Linked DNA regions of Mus musculus: region 1 is linked to region 2. The links are chromatin contacts, called in public Hi-C maps. All regions are on one chromosome and are shown on one strand. Each heading gives the region's core, a stretch centred on a gene start, on an enhancer-like site or on the middle of the called end of the contact. The rest is flanking DNA. Distances are from core to core; before and after follow the strand shown.

Region 1 (4,214 bases), core at 865-3,364, 140 kb before region 2:
GTTTGGAAGGTTTGGAAGGTTGAGAACTACAGAGCTAGACACAGCTCAAAGCTTCCATACTTCCTCCATTTTCTTCTTGTCTTCATTCCAAATGCCTGTGTAAACATCCATTTTTTTCCCCCAGGGCACGCATGCTGTCTCATAGAAGGCTTGATCAAATTTTTCTAGGATACTTTCTATGAGCCTGATATAATTTCAAACCATGTCAATTTCAAATCTGTAAGACGCCATTAATTTGGAATCACCAGAAGAAACTGTAGCTTTTGCAGAATATTTTCTACTCCAGATTTCTTAAGCACTCAGATTCTTAGAATATCTCGAAAAAGAAGCAAGACTATCTCTGTCTCTCTTCTGTCTCAGCATTCTGAATCTTCTCACATGCTTTAAAATGTATTCACTGCTCAGCACAGGAAATTTAATCTACATTTTGCCTAAGGCTGAAAGATCAGCTTTTTCATAAGGTCTTGCTTATTTGAGGTTCATGTCTTCAAACTCTGAGCCTCCCCAGATGTCTTCATTAATGAAAAAAATAAAAGTGGAAATTGGGTCAGGATAAGCTAGTTTACACCTATGGGGCTGGACCAATCAACCAGGTTCATTTCCTGATACAGGAAGAAAGGGGATGATGTGACATGGCTCAAGCCTGCACCCTGAGTTTGAGATGCAATGTCAAAAAGGTGACTTCAGCTTGCATCAGCAGCTGGCTAGGGCCAGCAGGTTGACTGGAAGCTAGCCCTTCCGTAAGACGAACTCAGAGGATATGAGTCATGGAGGAAAGTGCCTTGAGCCAATCTCATTAGTTTGAAAAGTATTCATTTGGATAGATAGAGAATAAAGAGTTGGCATTTGGAGTCACACCATTTACATTTCAGTTCCACTTTCATTTCTGCCTAAGGGTGCCACTGATGGCCTCTGCATATTAAGAAAATGAAAAATGTTCATGCTTGGTTGAGTTTGTTTAAGCCAAAAAGTCTATGTATAGTTTGAGGTCTAGTGGAAATTTCCATATAAATAACAAACTGTTATAGGCTTGGAGGGCAACCCTTTGATATTTACCAGAGAATCAGAAGGAAGGCTTTTGGGAGGAGGTGATATCTGATTGGTACTTGGAGTGTAGTGCCATATTCTTTTCCTTTTACAAGTCCAAACATTGTGCATTAAGACTAACGTAAACAGCAAACAAGCAGATTCAGTTGGTGAGGTACCTGTTCAATCCTACGAGACCTCGAGGACTGAGTGGAGTCTCATGGATGCCCTTGGTAGCAGTTGACATTGTGCCTTTGCCTGCTAGGTTTCTGCTCTGGCTCTTTTCACTGGTGTTCAACTCACACACGATTTGCAGTGAGGCTGGAGAGATGACTTAGCAGTTAGAACTGCTCGGTACTCTTCCAGGGGATTTGAATTCTGTCCCTAGCACCTACAAGGGGCAGCCTACCAGTGACTGGAACTCCATATTCAAAAGGCTCTGATGCTTCTGGCCACCATGAATATCTGCACACACACACACACACACACACACACAGAGAGAGAGAGAGAGAGAGAGAGAGAGAGAGAGAGAGAGAGAGAGAGAGAGAATTTAAAAACAGAAATCTTTTTAAAAGACTGAAAAATCAATAAATATTGGCATGTTTTTCATTAAAAATGCAAAAACATTATCACAACCTATGTCTTATGTTCTTTTCCTCCTCCTCTTCCTTCTCTTCTTCTTTCTTTTTTATAATTTAGAGAGTAGGGAATGATAGCTTGGGAAAAAACCTTTGGGCCCTAGGGACCAGAAACCTAAGAAAGCAAAAATAGGCAGCTCTGTTTTACAGCTCATCCTTTCTTTAAAAGGAGTCGTGGTGGCTTGAGGAGGAGAGGGAGCAGGAAGGGAGAAGGAACTGTGAGGAAAAAGATTTCTCCTGTGGTTTCAGCAAGGTCAAAAGTCTGAGAGTACTACAGTGCCTCAGGGAATGGGCTAGGAAAGATGGCTGGCTAAGGCTAGCCACTTCTGACACTTACTTGAATTCTAGCCTTTTGGGGTTGGAGGAGCGATTTGACGAGATCAGGGAGAGAGGTGGATGACATTTAACATGGTTACAAGACAAACAGGCTGCAGCAGCTTGTACAGTGGATTCCTTGAGAGACATCCAGGACAAGCAGTCACCTCTTAATTGCCTGCATATGGACTTTCCCACCTCGTGAATTCTTTGGCTAATCCACAGTAGACACTTCTCTCTCATGTGTGCACATTTCCTAGGTTTTTTTTTTTTTTAATCTTATTATCAGCCTATACAAAATCTCGTGGAAATACACCAGGGCAATACTAATCAGCAGTGTAAACATCCCAGATAAATACAGTAAACTGACAGGAAGAAGTTAGAATGGTTTCCAAGAACAAATATAGGGCATTTTGAACTACTGTTTATTTTGAGTAAAGGAGCCAGCTCTCATTGAGTTCCCCCCAAATCATTATGCTTTGCTTCTTTGCTTAGGTAGAGTAACTAAATAACAATTGCACATCGTCCTACCTCATTTCAAATACATTTGAGGATTGTTTTTTTTTTTTCAGTGTCAGAGTGTTAAAATATAAAGCATAGTTTCTATGAAAAGAGCTTAATAAGAGATCTTGACCATTTGATTATTTTTTTCGTAAGTCCGAGTATTATAAGTGAAAAACAATATAAACATGCAACAGGAAAATTTCAGAACTTCACATGCAACAGATGTTTTTCAAACAACAAAACTACGTTGGCCTCGGGCCTTGGTAGCCTGTATTTTGTGGACATGTCTATTGATGTTACTGGTTGAAAGTGTAGGACTTTTGTTCTAGAAGCCCCCTTCTCTGCTCTCTCACGACAGTCTCTTTGGATACTTAGGGATGCTCCAGGACTTTTGTAAATTCTCTCCTATCTTTCCCATATTACACCAACAGTGGCAAGTTCTTCTCTGAGAGAGTTACAACACACAGATGCAGAATGTGAGCCTGGAACAGCATTTTTTTTTTCCCTGTCTTGTTTGTTCTGAAGGACTTTCTGAGCCTCCTTTCCTTTCCCCTAAAAGGAAGACTAAAACACTCCCAGACCCCCATATGACGTGTTCATGAACACTTAATGAGATGATGTATTGAAGGGGGTGAGTACTATGCCTGTCATGTAGTGAGTCCTGGTCAATTCAAAGTTATTTTATAATAAGTGCTCGGAGCTCATTTTACAACGGGACAGACACTGTGGAGTCCTTTATCACTCAGCCATAAAAACTATGTGGATATTTCCTTGAAATATTTGTAAACATCTGGAAACAATTTAGTGTGTGGACCCTTTAGGTAACTAAAGGGACTCAATCTCAAAATGAATATATAGTCTCAGAAGACCTGGAGGTCACAGAGCAAGCGACCAAATACTTCTCCTCAATCTCCAAACCTTTATGGCAAGAGAATAGGAAAAGGAGAAAGGAAGGGACCTGGGGAAATAGATTTTGCATAAAGTTAAGCCACAGGAACACTTTGATGGGAACACACTGCTCTCCTGTAAACAGAAGTTCAGACACGTAGGCAGTACATCCACTCACTGGGGCGACCTTTGAATTCATTGTTATACATCCCAACAGTTGTTATCATCATTATTAACCTAGAGATTGTTGAAGGTAAGATTAATTCTAGACCTTTGTATGGACTTTGAACCTACAAAGTAAAGTAAGAAAGGAACTTCTGGAAGCGTTGGCGCACTCGCAGCAGACACGGGTTAGGAAAAAATGATTTATAGAATGTGAATATTCTTTTCTGAACCCAGACTGCACTGGGCTGAAAACTAAACTCTGATTCTTCACTGCCAGCTTTCTTTCTTTTCCTTCCTTCCTTCCTTCCTTCCTTCCTTCCTTCCTTCCTTCCTTCCTTCCTGTCTTTCTGTCTTTCTTTTTTTGTGCTCCTATTTCACCAATCACTTTGAAAAACAGTAATTGGATGCTTTATTCTTGCTTCTAAGGATAGCTTTAAGTCAGATATTTCCAATGCTTTCCAACCTCTAACTTTCCTTGAAAATTAATTTTAGATTCATGCTTAAATGGACCCAGAATTTAGAAATCTATGTAGCAGTAAAATTTTGGGTTTTTTTTTGAAACTGGGAAAATGCCTATGTAGATTAGTGAGAATATTTAAATTAACCTACAATTTGCTATTTCATAGAACAAATCACTTTGCAGCACTAAAATGATAGAGTTTATTTCCAAAATAAAAT
Region 2 (4,082 bases), core at 655-3,154:
GTGTTTCCCCACTTAAATAAAGTCTTGGTATATTGACAAGTCAAGATGAACAAAAATTCATAAATTCTAGTTAGTCACTAGATCACTCATTCTATGCTGAAGTATTTTTTCTGAAGAGAAAGTAATAAAGATTTTGAAAACACATGTTTCTGACATTTCCAACAATGCTGGATGAAATGCAACTGGGAAAAGTTACCCTATAGTTTCATGAAAGCAAATTATCAGCGCTCTAGAAGTTACTTGGCCTTAAATTAATAAATTTGTGTTTGCACAAATCTGCATGCTTATATTCAAGGAGTGGAGAGGTGAATGGATTTATATTTTTCCAAGAAAGGCAGTTAAGCTCCTATGGGAAACACAAGTAACGTAAAGGGAATAGTTAATGCCTTGTCCAAAGTGTCGGCAGGAAAATTAACTGCTATAGTGTATACAAAGGGCATAGACGCGTACTTGGTGAGTTCCTTGTCAGTTTCGGCTGTTACTGCACGCACAGACAGACGCACTGCCACGACTCAGATCCTCAGGGAGCTACGACATGGCTGCTTGAAGTGCCCCATTTCCTCAATGATAAAATGGACAGAGTAATTCTGCTTACTCTGTAGAACTGCTACAAGAATCCAGTATGATCAGAAGAGAGTCTAGCACATGCTAAATTCTCACAGACGTAACATAATTTAACGGTATTTTAGGAAACCTTCAGTCATTATGCAGTTGTTAACGTTTATGAGTTTGGACATGATATATAATTCATTTATACATTGTATAATAATCAGAGTCCAATTAGTTTGTAGAATCTATCTAGAATTTCTTCGTAGAGAGAAGATCCTAAGTGTCCTTTGCTATTTTGAAGTTCATCATACCTCACTGCTAATTTACAGCTATCAAGTCTTGTGGTAAAACACCAGAATTTAAGCTGTCTCACTAACTTTGTATTCATTGACTGAGCTGGTCCCTCTTCGCTCCCGTTCCCATCCTTCCCAGCCTCTGCCAACCAACCTTCAGTCCGTTACTTTAATAAAATCACCTTTAATTTATATTCCAAATGTGAGATCGTGTCCTGTTTGTCCTTCTGCTTCTGGTCTATCTCATTTAACAATATTGAGTAAGTTTGTCCATGTTTTACAAACAAAGGAATTCTACTCCTTTGTGGCTGGATAGCGTTCCATTGTGTATGTATACCATGTTTTAAAATTTATTCATCTATTGATAGACACTTAAGTTGCGTTCACATCTTGCCCATTGACTGTACCTTTGGTTACACAGTTCAGTAATGAAATTGCTGAATTGTAGACTTCCTTTTTAACTATTAGCTTGTGAAAATAGCAGCACAGATTGAGATTATTAATACTGGGACACATACATACATACATACATACATACACATATATGATTAGATATTTTAAGTAAGGGAAAAGATAGGATCTCATTTTTTCTATCTCTGCCTCCCTTCTTCTCTCCTTCTCTCCCCCCCTCTCTAGCTCTGTATAAAAAGTAGGAAATGCAGATTCTGGAAGCGCCACCGCCTCAATGCATGTAAATTAATTAATTGGTTCATGAATTCAGGTGGTATGGATTACAGTTCAGTGCTAACTAACAAAAATGAGGCTGAAATAAAGACCTTTCCCCTCGCCTGACTGGGACAAAGTTTATTATTTTTTATCAGTTACTAAAGTAGTGACCTACTATGGAATTGCTCAACCACTGTATACCCTTCTCAGAAACAATGTTCTCTGAAAAGAGATGTCTAAACCGCTAGAGCATGTCCCATTATGGGAAAAACAGGTGTGACTAAAGGTGAAGGCACCTGAAACTAAATCCAGACCAAGAGCTGTGTAGCTAAGGCAGCACAGCTGTGCAACTTCCAAAAGGATTTGTGGGATAACACTGCCACCCCTTGGACAGAAAAAAACCCAGGGAGTTCGTAGCTTCCTTTATTATGGTACTCGTATGCCCCCTCTGGTAGATGCAGTGTTTGAGAGCATATAAAGAATTAAAAAAGGAAAACATCTCTGCTATTTAGCGAGCCGATAAAAATGCCACCCTACTTCCCAGCTCTTTGAAAGTTTGTGTTTGAAAACCCTTTTCTTCCCGGACCTTAAAGGATCCTTGTTCTATTGCGCCCTCTGCCCACTAGAGCCTTCAAGCTCCCGTGGAAGAATGAAAGTCGCCATCATTTTACTATGTTCGATTTAATTCTCAACTGGATTGTTATCACAGCATGGCAGTAATTATTTACAATACAATTTTATAAATGTATATACATCGTTATGAGGTCCAATGTGATTCGTTGACTCATATATACATCATTTTAGTGATTAAATCAGGATAATTTGCACACGTAGCTAACATTATCATCTGTTTGTGATGAGAATGTTAAAATCCTCTATCGATCTACTTTGGAATATGCAGTACCTTGCTGTTAGCAATGATCACTATATTGTACAGCAGTGCCAGATTGAGGGCAATTAGTATTGTAATGTTGTCTTTTATGAGATCAACTTTTTCTACCCCACATGTGTGGTTCCTCTGGAAAATGGTACTTAATAGAGAAGACGCCTTAAGAACTGGAAATAGTTCAGTGTTCCACGAGATGGCACTTGGCTGCTAACTGATGAATTACACTAAAGGTAAGGGACCTGGTGCTATCCCCCATTGCTAGCAAACAAGTGACAGTTAATTTTGGCTGGGCTTCAGGCTGGAGAGACAGTCTAGAATTGCCTGCCAGCATTATTGAGACCCCAGACATGCATACTGTGAGGTTGTAAGTCAGAAAATCAAAAAAAAAAAAAAAAAAAACAGTAAAGGGTTGAAAGAAATAAGTATACAAACTGTCTTCTAAACATGCATGTCTCTACCCATAGATAGAAGAAGAGATTAAAAAATGGCCCAAGTGCTGAGCTTGTGTGCAGTCAGTCCTAGAGGAGACACATCTATATCACTGCCCCCTAACACACACACACACACACACACACACACACACACATACACACACACACATACACATAAGGCTCAGGAATGAGATACATTGATATCAACACCCCCCCATACACCCACATATCTAAGGCGCAGGGATCATTGTAGAAAACGCAGTAGCAAGAGCCAGAGGATGGAGAGTAGAGCTATGCAATGCTGTCTGCCAGACTCTGCATGGCTGCCTCACTCATAAACTCACACCAGCTAGTGCACGAGACCTGCACAAGATCAAGCCAGTCACAACTCCAGCAAAGAAGAGGGAGGGGCACACATGGGTAAGAGTGTCTAGGGAATGCATCCCTACCTTTGGAGCTTTTGGCTGACAGCTGCTGAAGCAGGAAGCTTTAAACTTCTTTGGGAGAAAGGCTGCTGCTAGGTTGTCCCTGCCTCTGTGGACAGTCTCACACCCATGTCCATATGGGCAGCAATAACTGGACTCAGTGGGTTGCTAAAGAACAAAGACATGAGGTTGGGAGGGAGATGTGTTGTGGGGTACTGAGGGAGGTAGTAGGGGTGGACATGGTCAACTTGCATTGTATACATGTATGGAATCTTCAAAGAATATTTATCTAATAAGAGAAGAATACTTATTTTAAAGAGGCTGGTTAAAACACAATGAGAGGGAAAGTGGATGGGGGAGGGGGGAGAGGGAAAGAGGGGAACCTGATCTGGTATTAGGTGAGGGAAAAGGACTGAAGCCCTGAGGGCCAGCAGAAAGAGTGGAAACAGGCAGTCTCAGAAAATAGGAGGTTGGGGGGGGGCGTCTCCAGAATGCACCAGAGACCTGGGAAGTGAGAGACTCCCAGGACTCACAGGGAGAGACCTTAGATGAAATGCTTGACAGTAGGAAAAGGGAACTTTTAGAGCCCACCTCCAGCAGGAAGACAGGGCATCAAGTGAGGGATGGGGTTGCCACCCCACAGTCACATCTCTGACCCATAATTGTTCCTGTCTGAAAGAATTGCAGGGATAGAAATGTAGAGGAGCCTGAGGAAAAGAAGGCCCAGGAAAAGGCTCAAAGTGGGATCCAGTTCACAGGGAGGTCCCAAGGCCTGATACTATTACTGAGACTATGGGGAGCTCACAAAAAAAAGGATCTATCAAGACTG

Evidence for each region. Hi-C and Micro-C count contacts between places; a contact is called where the count stands out from the background.
Region 1: a contact with region 2 is called in a Hi-C map of the C3H10T1/2 cell line, with 9 times the contacts expected there. The contact joins two enhancer-like sites. A contact is called at or near these places in 4 of 15 datasets of contacts at CTCF or cohesin (the NIH/3T3 cell line, embryonic stem cells, liver and 1 more), 77 of 484 Hi-C or Micro-C datasets (3T3-L1-derived adipocytes, the C2C12 cell line, the C3H10T1/2 cell line and 38 more), 11 of 115 datasets of contacts at active chromatin or transcription factors (astrocytes, craniofacial prominence, embryonic fibroblasts and 5 more) and 2 of 9 other capture datasets (adipose tissue and pancreatic islet).

Annotation. Positions count from the first base shown.
Region 1 is chr1:163,288,686-163,292,899 of GRCm38.p6, reverse strand. The region is part of intron 1 of Prrx1 (paired related homeobox 1); the gene reads left to right. The region is part of intron 2 of Gm20471 (a long non-coding RNA gene); the gene reads right to left. Among named protein-coding and RNA genes, the nearest start is that of Gm20471, 11 kb to the right of the region's middle. Within about 2 kb of position 2,114, at least 27 of the 459 cell types and tissues checked have an H3K27ac peak or open chromatin away from gene starts, as enhancers often do. A contact at or near this core is called in the C3H10T1/2 cell line and the STO cell line, where this site is marked.
Region 2 is chr1:163,148,468-163,152,549 of GRCm38.p6, reverse strand. No RefSeq gene overlaps it. Among named protein-coding and RNA genes, the nearest start is that of Gm22434, 32 kb to the right of the region's middle. Within about 2 kb of position 1,904, at least 27 of the 459 cell types and tissues checked have an H3K27ac peak or open chromatin away from gene starts, as enhancers often do. A contact at or near this core is called in the C3H10T1/2 cell line and the STO cell line, where this site is marked.